Linked DNA regions of Mus musculus: all the other regions are linked to region 2. Evidence: chromatin contacts called from public Hi-C and promoter capture Hi-C data. All regions are on one chromosome and are shown on one strand. Each heading gives the region's core, a stretch centred on a gene start, on an enhancer-like site or on the middle of the called end of the contact. The rest is flanking DNA. Distances are from core to core; before and after follow the strand shown.

Evidence for each region. Promoter capture Hi-C pulls out the DNA fragments that hold promoters and counts their contacts. Hi-C and Micro-C count contacts between places; a contact is called where the count stands out from the background.
Region 1: a contact with region 2 is called in a promoter capture Hi-C map of liver, with 3 times the contacts expected there. The contact joins the promoter of Septin3 here to the enhancer-like site in region 2. A contact is called at or near these places in 5 of 39 promoter capture datasets (the C10 cell line, the HPC-7 cell line, embryonic stem cells and 1 more) and 1 of 115 datasets of contacts at active chromatin or transcription factors (embryonic stem cells).
Region 3: a Hi-C map of liver shows a contact between it and region 2, with 5 times the contacts expected there. The contact joins the promoter of Cyp2d10 here to the enhancer-like site in region 2. A contact is called at or near these places in 1 of 39 promoter capture datasets (hippocampal neurons), 1 of 484 Hi-C or Micro-C datasets (liver) and 1 of 9 other capture datasets (liver).

What each region holds. Positions count from the first base shown.
Region 1 is chr15:82,267,386-82,270,085 of GRCm38.p6, forward strand. It overlaps Septin3 (septin 3), which reads left to right and starts at 1,417. Exons shown (of 12, transcript NM_001368785.1): 1 at 1,417-1,682. The region is part of intron 2 of Gm52180 (a long non-coding RNA gene); the gene reads right to left.
Region 2 is chr15:82,746,224-82,749,134 of GRCm38.p6, forward strand. No RefSeq gene overlaps it. Among named protein-coding and RNA genes, the nearest start is that of Cyp2d40, 16 kb to the right of the region's middle. Within about 2 kb of position 1,443, at least 3 of the 459 cell types and tissues checked have an H3K27ac peak or open chromatin away from gene starts, as enhancers often do. A contact at or near this core is called in liver, where this site is marked.
Region 3 is chr15:82,405,931-82,408,630 of GRCm38.p6, forward strand. It overlaps Cyp2d10 (cytochrome P450, family 2, subfamily d, polypeptide 10), which reads right to left and starts at 1,264. Exons shown (of 9, transcript NM_010005.3): 1 at 1,004-1,264; 2 at 1-148. The coding sequence starts at 1,192.

The DNA.
Region 1 (2,700 bases), core at 167-2,666, 480 kb before region 2:
TTAATTTATGCAAAATGGCAGTCTGAGCATTGCCAATGATACAATCAAAATATCCATCAGTTCTAGGAAAAAACCCACTGAAACAGCTAAGATTTAGTTTCATAAAAACAAACGAACATCTCTACCTCATTAATATGCAAATTTGCCTTTGTCTTTAACAAATGGTAAACTTTTACGTGTACCAAAGAATTATTTTAAAATAAATTTCTTTTTTTCAAATTAATGTTATCTATTTGGTGTTATTCTGTTTTGTTGTTTCTGTGGCTCTGGGGACTGAACTCAGAGTTTTATGCACGTCAGCCGGGAGCTCTGTCACTATACCAATCCCCAGGCAAAATGGATCAATTCCTTTGAATTATTCTCAGTAAGTACTCGATGTATAGGACTGTATTCTATACCTATATACATGACGCTGAGTACAAATGTCTCGGCTACAGCGGCTGCAGATAGAAAAAATGACAAGAGGTTTGCTCAGAGATGGTCAGTCAACCCTGGAGGGAAAGGAGGCAGACCAGCAGGCGAAAGACAGAGATGGATGGGACGCGGGTCTTGCTCTGAAAGGAGGGAGGCGGGGTGGATTCTAGATCTTCAGGCTGGAAGAAATCACTTCAGGGCATCTAATCTCTAACTGAGAAGACAGCTGAGAACTAGGAGGGTTTTGTTATTGTTGTTAGGTTTGGTTTTTTTGTTTGCTTGTTTTTTTCCGGGACAGGATTTCTGTGTAAAGCCCTGGCTGTTCTGGAACTTACTGATACCGGCCTCTACCTCCTAGTGCTGGGATTAAAAGTGTGTGCCACCACCTCCTGGCCTATTGGACAGGAGTCTTATAATGAGTGGTCAGGCAAGGAGAACCCAGGGCCCCTGACTTCAGCCCCACCCAGCTGCTTGATCTCCAGGAGGTAATAAGGCAGTGTAGGCCCTACAGAGCCGGCTCCCCAGGGTGTCCAGGCTGATTTTGCCACCTCTTTCTTTTCTCAGGGCCTCAAAACATGTAGGGAGGGGAAAGAACTCAGACAGCGCCCCTCCCCCTCCACTGTGATTGCTTGCAGGTTGCCTGGTAACCAGGGCATAGCCAGCTATGGCAACCTAAGGCTCAGAGGGATGAGAATGGGATGAGAAGAGAAGAGGATCCTGGGCCCACACGTTCATCATTCAGTCACTGTGAGAAACATGCTGAGTGATTCTTGTTAGGCCCTGGGACCCAGAGAAGGATAAGATCTGCGTCTTTCAGGACTTTGCTGTCCAATATGGTAGATGGACATTCAAATGAAATAAAATTGAAAAAAAAAATCCAGGTCCTTGGTCATCATAGAATAGTGGTAAGTGCTCGGGAGCCGCCTGTGGCTGGTGGCTATTTTATTGGACAGTGGACACATAGAACATTTCCATTATCACAGAAAGTTCTATTGGCCGGCCAGAAGCTCACTCGCCAAGGCGAGCAGCTCACAGGAAAGCAGGCCAGAGCCCCCAGTGTTGTGGGGTATGGCAGAAAGGAAGTGGCAAGATGATGGGTCGAGGACATGCCAAGAGAACGTTGGGCTTGGCTCCTGGCTCAGAGTGAGTGTTTAGGGCACGTCTGTGGCCTGCACTCTGTGGCTGAGATGCTGTGCCCATCTGCTTACGGGCCTGGCTTTGGCAGAAGACTCTGAGTTTCTCCAGCCTGGCTCAGTCCCTGGCACAGAGTAAGTACCCAGCCAATGGCGTCTCTTCCCACCACGGTCCTTCTCATACTATCATGTGACAGAGCAGCCTGGTGCTGGGGAACCCAGGAAAAGGTTCTTAGCCCAGTGGCCACAGGCTGCTGAGGATCTGCCTCACCAGAGACAGCTGGGGTAGGTCTGTGGATTTCTTTGAGGTCTGGCCCGGGGCTGGCTAGCTTCATACCCCGAGTCTTACTTAGCAGAGGATCTGTCTGAAGCAGGATGGGTCTCAGAGAATGGATTTGAAGGGTACAGTTGTATACACAGAAATCCCAACATGAAGCACAACCGCAGGAGCATGGACACAGATGGCCCTGGGGTCAGCAAAGTCTTAGGTGGTTGCAGAGGGAAAGTGGGAGGGCATGAGACAAACAGGGACATCACCGTTGGAGTAGCTCAGTTCTCTCTTACTGGTGACACTTCTCAAGGGTCCAGTCTTGGAGACAAGGACACATGGGTTATGTGCCATCCCCTCCCTAGGTGGCTCTGCGCGTATAGGGCAGCTCAGCTGGCTGACGCCCATAGCTCTGTAGGATTCCAGAGACTCAGAGCAGCCATTCACTGCCACCCACTCTCAAGAGGCCAGAGCCTCCCTGCCCGGAGCCCAGTCCAGCGAGAGGGACAGGTCAGGGGAGAACTGGGCCCTCAGCTAGTGGACTATGATCAGGAGGCTTAGTGAAAGCTCAAGAGAGGACCCAGAGAAGAGAGGTCTCTGAGCCCGGCCACATGGCTAGCCTCTGGGTGCAGAGGAGTGGGTGGGGTCTGCAAGAGGTCAGCTTCCTTGACTGAAAACCACCGGCTTCTTTTCTGTCTTCTGATCCAGGTAGGTGTGCCTGCCTGTTTGTGTGTGTGTGTGTGTGTGTGTGTGTGTGTGGGTATGTGGGGAGGGTAGAACCAAGGTGTTCACAGGACACGGGGCTCACTGAGGAGGCAAGGATCTAGTGACACAAGAACAAGGTGACCTCAGGAGTTCTGGTCCTTGGGTCTGTGGCTAAGCGAA
Region 2 (2,911 bases), core at 193-2,692:
AGCTGGAGCACTGCCATCTTCAGTACAGGTCTGTAGTCAGCCAGTGGGTCAGGTCGCAAGACATACAACCTGAGATTTCTCAAACTCCGCCTGAGGAAGCTGAGAAATGGTCTGAGAATCTTGAGTGGCTACTATATTGGGCCAGGTTCTTGTCACATGCTGGCCTCTGTCTCTTATTCATCCTTTGGTTCTTGGTGGTTCGATCTCTCCTGCAAAAATCTTCCACAAGGACATAGGTAAGGCAGATTTCTCTTCAGTCCAGAAGCCTGTGGTCAGTCTGAGTTGCTTTGAGGAAAACAAAAAGATGACTCCTGAATCTTCCAACAGATTGTGCTTGTGTGCTGGGCACTGCTGTGCCACAGCACGTGCCAGCTCACCATTCACTAGGTTTAGCAAAGGCTCAGTCCCTGTTCTTGTTGGATCCAGACCTCTGAAGATCACAGGCTGAAAAGTCCTATTGGAATTCAGTCAGACTCTCTATGCTGCACCTTCAGTGTGGCAGAAAGGAGGCAAGGGCTGAGCTAAGACCACACCATGCAGCCCCACAGCACGAACTACACATGGGTCCCCCTCCTCTTTGCTGATCATGCCTCCCCTGCACTGACCACCTCTGTGGCAATGGAGCCTGTGGATGACTCCATGTTTATTGCTGTCCTGAAGCCTCTAATCCTGCTCCCACTTCCTGTCCATGATTCTTGCCCCTGTCCAGAGTAGTTCCCTAGAATGGCAACATAGCTTGGGACAGAGAAGTGTCTTTCTCAGGTCCCAATTTGGCCTGAAAGGAGAACTGCATGGCAGTCAGGACACCAGCATGCATCATGGCCAGAAAGGCGACTAGGGAGAAAACTTGCTGAGGTCACTGACAGACTCAGGCTGCTGGGTTCCTCCTGATTTCCTCCAGGACCCTTTCATTGTATGTTCTGGTGACTGATGCTTACACCTGCATGTCAGTGCTGGGACAACATGTTCAGCCTCTCATCTCTACATGTCTGTGTCATCTATGACATTAGCAAAGAGAAGCAGAGGTGATGACTGTGTGCTGGCCCCAGTGCAGTATGGGTTGACTCAGGCTGTATTTTCCTGCATGAAGTAAGTGAGCTCTAGTGAGGTAAGAGCATAGACAGGAGAGGGATCTAACATACTGTATGCTGTAATGGGTTTCCTCTCTTGTCTCCTGCTCTTGGGAGAGGACCTGGATGCTCTGCCTACCTTCTTCCTGATGGCACTGTTCATTCCCCTTCAGCCTCTGTCCATGACCTCTCACCCATGTGAACAACTGTGGTCTGTCAGGGTCATGTGACTTTAGGGGTCCTGGGGTTTGGATATTCATAGCAGTAGCACAGGTGTGGCATGTCCACAACAGGATGCTGAGTTCTGGATATTGTAGTCAGTGGGTCTCCCAGGTTTGTAATTCTCTGCAGTCATGTGTACAGATAATTGATTGCTGTCCTTTGGACTCTCTGGAAGAGGACAGATGGATCCTGGGCACATCTCTCCTGGACTCTGTCCTGTGCACTGTTTGTTTCCCTTTCTTGCCTTTGATCTGTCTCGTTTCACTGAAATGATGACCAAAGTGAGTTTAAGAGCCATCTCTAGGTCTTCTTTCTTCTCCTAAGCATTCTCAGAAGTAGGAAGTTACTCAGTAGGATGATTGTGACTCTTGCATGAAGACTTGGGAAAGCTTAGTTTGTCCAAAGGATGGCCAGGTTGGCTAGTGTTGGTTAGGATTTCATCTCAGAATGGATACTGTATCCCTCATGGTTTGAGGCCACAGTAAGACTGTGGTCCATTACCATGGTCTATTACCTATGAAATCTCAAACCAAGGATCAATGCTTCAGATAATTCACTTGGTATAAAACAAAATGGAAGTATTCAGAATCAACCTCATAGGCAATTCTGGGAGGAGTATTTTGTGTATTTCTAAAATGTACACAAAGAGAACTGCTGAGCAGGATCATGACACTGCACCAACCTCCATTTCCACCTCCCATGCTGAAGAAGTAGTTGGGGTTTGTAAAAACTGTTCTCAGATCCAAATAGAATTCTGGTCATTATGAACATAGTCTGATTGGCCCAAGCATCAAAAAACTAAAGCCAAACTGGGTTTTTGTAATAGGTAAAAACGTTCATGTCAAAGGTTACTTCCTAGCTGCTGGGTAAACAGGCTGCAACTCAGCCCAACATTCTGGGCTTTTGCTTTTGGAGCCACATAGTAGAAGGATTGCTCTAATTCCTTATGGTTAACAAATTCCCTCTTACCTCAGCAAACACACATGGAACACACACCCACACACACCTAGATGAAAAAAATACCAAATATTCTTTAAAAGGATTAATGTCAAAAGAGGAAAACAAACAAACCACGGGAGGAAGAAAACAATGCCAAACCAGAGGTCAAACAAGACAGTAAGAGTCAGAAATAAAATCATATATCAGGTATCTGTAGCAAGCATATAAGCAATGCTCACTGCCATTTATTATTAGGATAAGAATGCTATTACCTCACTTTGTGGTTAGATGAAAACAGCTCTGGAAACACAGGCTTCCAAGGGGCAGAGCTTGCAGAGCCTTTTGCATTCTTCATAGACTGTCAATTGACACTGAGGATAACAATACAGGAATTCCTCAACCAAACTACTAATGATATCAGCCAGGAGTTCCCCTTTGAGAATGCATACAGAGCCGGGCGTGGTGGCACATGCCTTTAATCCCAGAACTTGGGAGGCAGAGGCAGGTGGATTTCTGAGTTCGAGGACAGCCAGGGCTATACACAGAAACCCTGTCTGGAAAAACAAAAAACAAAAAAGAGAGAATGCATACAGAAGGAAAAGGAGGCTCCCAGAAGGGTCATTGGATATCTATGCCCACAGCTACATGGTTCAAAGGTGTCCAATGACAGAGTGGCAAAC
Region 3 (2,700 bases), core at 14-2,513, 340 kb before region 2:
GGTACTCAAAGATGGGCACTTGAGGGCGGTCAGCAGTGTCCTCTCCACAGGTCAACAGCACTTCCTTCATTGCCTTCAGTCCATTGATCACAACCATAGGCTTCCAGCCCATCTGCAGGCTGAACACGTCACCATAGCGGTTTTGAAGCTGACGTAGAGGGACAAAGCACATAGGAAGTAGAGGTGCCCACAGATAATAGAACCAGTTTCACTGCACAACAATGTCAAAGTGAGAGGGTGCCAGGCAGTTTCTTTGTGTGTGAGTGCACATTTGTGTATGTTTACATATGCATGTTTGTGTATGTGAATTTAAGTATGTGTGCATATGTGTATGTGACTCCATGTATCTCTCTGTCTCTGTATTTGCATGTGTACATATCTATTTGTGTGTATCTTGCTTGTTATTGAACCTTGCTCATATATCCTGGGAAAATGCTCTTCATTGAGCTCCATCCCATGCGTGAGGAGGCCTACTAATGTGGTGTCTTATCTTTTAAGTTTAGCAAAGGTGTCATAGTAGATGTCACACCCCAGCAGTTCCCTGGCCAGACCCAGAAACCTATCTTGGGTTCTTTTAGTATGTCAATATACGTGAAAAAAACTCTGGTTCCTCTTGATGAGCAGTGAGTCCAGAGAGCACACAGAAGCAAGAGATTCACGCAGCCACAGTCCCTCTCTCCACTCAGTGTCACGACTGACATGGAGTGGTAGACTTCACAGCATATCAAGACCTCATCATTGACAGGAACATAAAGTACTTGGGACCTCTACAGTTCCTGTCCTGTCCAACTAGGCTGAACATTCCTTTCATACCTTGCTTCACCCTTGGATTTTATTCCCCCAATCCTTTGCCCTACAAATTCCCAGTGGCTGCCACAAAAACATGTCTAAGCCTATTCCCTCTTGGGGATCTAGATCTAGCCACTAAACTGTGGCTCAAACCCTACTATGTGCCACTATGGACACTATAACCTCACATACCATCCATTGCTGAGTCACTCACCTTGTACAAGCTGTATGGCATGTTATCCAGGTCCACCTGCAGCAGGTTACCCAGCACAGGCCATGGCACAGGGCCCGGTGGGTAGCGAGAAGTCCAGCGCTGGTGCCGGTGCATCAGGTCCACCAGTAATATGAAGATAACGGTGAATATGGCCACAGACCACAGGCCAGCCCCAGTCAGCAGCTCCATGGCTACCCCACTTCTGCCCAGGCTTTCCAGAGACCAATGAACAACACTCAATGTAACACCTAGAATCAGACTGGCCCAAGCTTGGATCCTGCTGCCTTATAAAGGAGTGCCAGGGTTGCCCTTTGTCCTCTGTGTCCTGCCCCAACACTGTGTTTTGTTTGTCCACCTGTAGGGAGGAGCTAGTGATGTTCAGTTCCTTTCAGGAGTTTAGCATTCTGATTCTGCTGGGCTGAACATGGTAGGCAGATATCTCGTGGACTCCTGCTTCAGGACGAATGTTCTGATCATTGTGTGCAGGAAATTCATCGGGTTTGCTACTCATGCAAATCTTAGAGGGCTTGAGGACATTGCCTCAGAGAGGAATGAGACCTCCTAGATCTTCATGGAGCACTTTCCTGGCAGACATGAGGGTTGACTGGCATCATGTCAATCACTTCTGTGTGTGTGAGCAGTGGGAGGCTGTTTCCAGATGAGGCTGGAGCCCCAATGGGCAAAAGCAGGGCAGTCGGGAATGGCAGCTGAAATCCCTGTGGGCGAGTGAGGGCCAGTAGTGGGAGGTTACCTAGACTTGCTATGGGGAAGTGAAAGGTAGTGGTGGGAAGGCAGCTAAAGGCTCTGCTGGTAAGTGAGGTCCAGTGGGGTAGCACAACCGGAGCACTGCCATCTTCAGTATAGGTCTGTCATCATCCAATTAATCAGGCAGCAAGATACACAACACAGAAGTTATCAGACCCAGTATGAAGAAGTGGAGAAGTGGTCTGAGAACCTTGGGGGGGGGGCACTAATTTGGTCCATGGACGTGTCACATGCTGGCCTCTGTCTCTTATCCACCCTTTGTTTCGTGGTGGGTCAATCTCACCTGGCAAGAGTCTTCCATCTGGAGATACGTAAGGTAGTTTTCTTCCTCATGCCAGAGGTCTGTGGCCAGGGTGAGCAGCCAAGAGGAAAAAAGAATGATGACTCCTGAGCCTTCAAACAAATGGCTACTGTGTGCTGGTCACTGCTGTACACCCACACATAGCTCATCATTCACTAGGGTCAGCAGAGGCTCAGTCTCTGTCCTTGTTGGGCTCCAGACCTCTAAAGATCATAGGCTTGGAAGTCACTGTGGAATCTAGGCAGGCTCTCTCTGTTGCTCCTTCGATGTGCCAGAAGGGAGGCTGGAGCATTATCCCCTCCCGTGGGTGCGAGGGGTTCCGCAAGCCTGGAAGGAAATTGGAGGAAGGGAAGGAGAGGCAGGAGACCAAGAAGATGGTACCTAACAAGGTCTCGTTTATTAGGCTGAGGTGCCTTGTTTTAAAAGCATACATCATGGGGAGTAGGGGCGGGGTCAAGGGGGAATTTTACAAAGAACAAGGAAGCGGGCATCTGCTGACATGGGGGCCGAAGTCAGGCGCCAGGCAGCGGGCACTCTGCATCTTTTTTTTTCTTTCAAATATTTTATTTATTTATTTTTATTATTTTATTATTTTTTAATATTTTTTATTACGTATTTTCCTCAATTACAT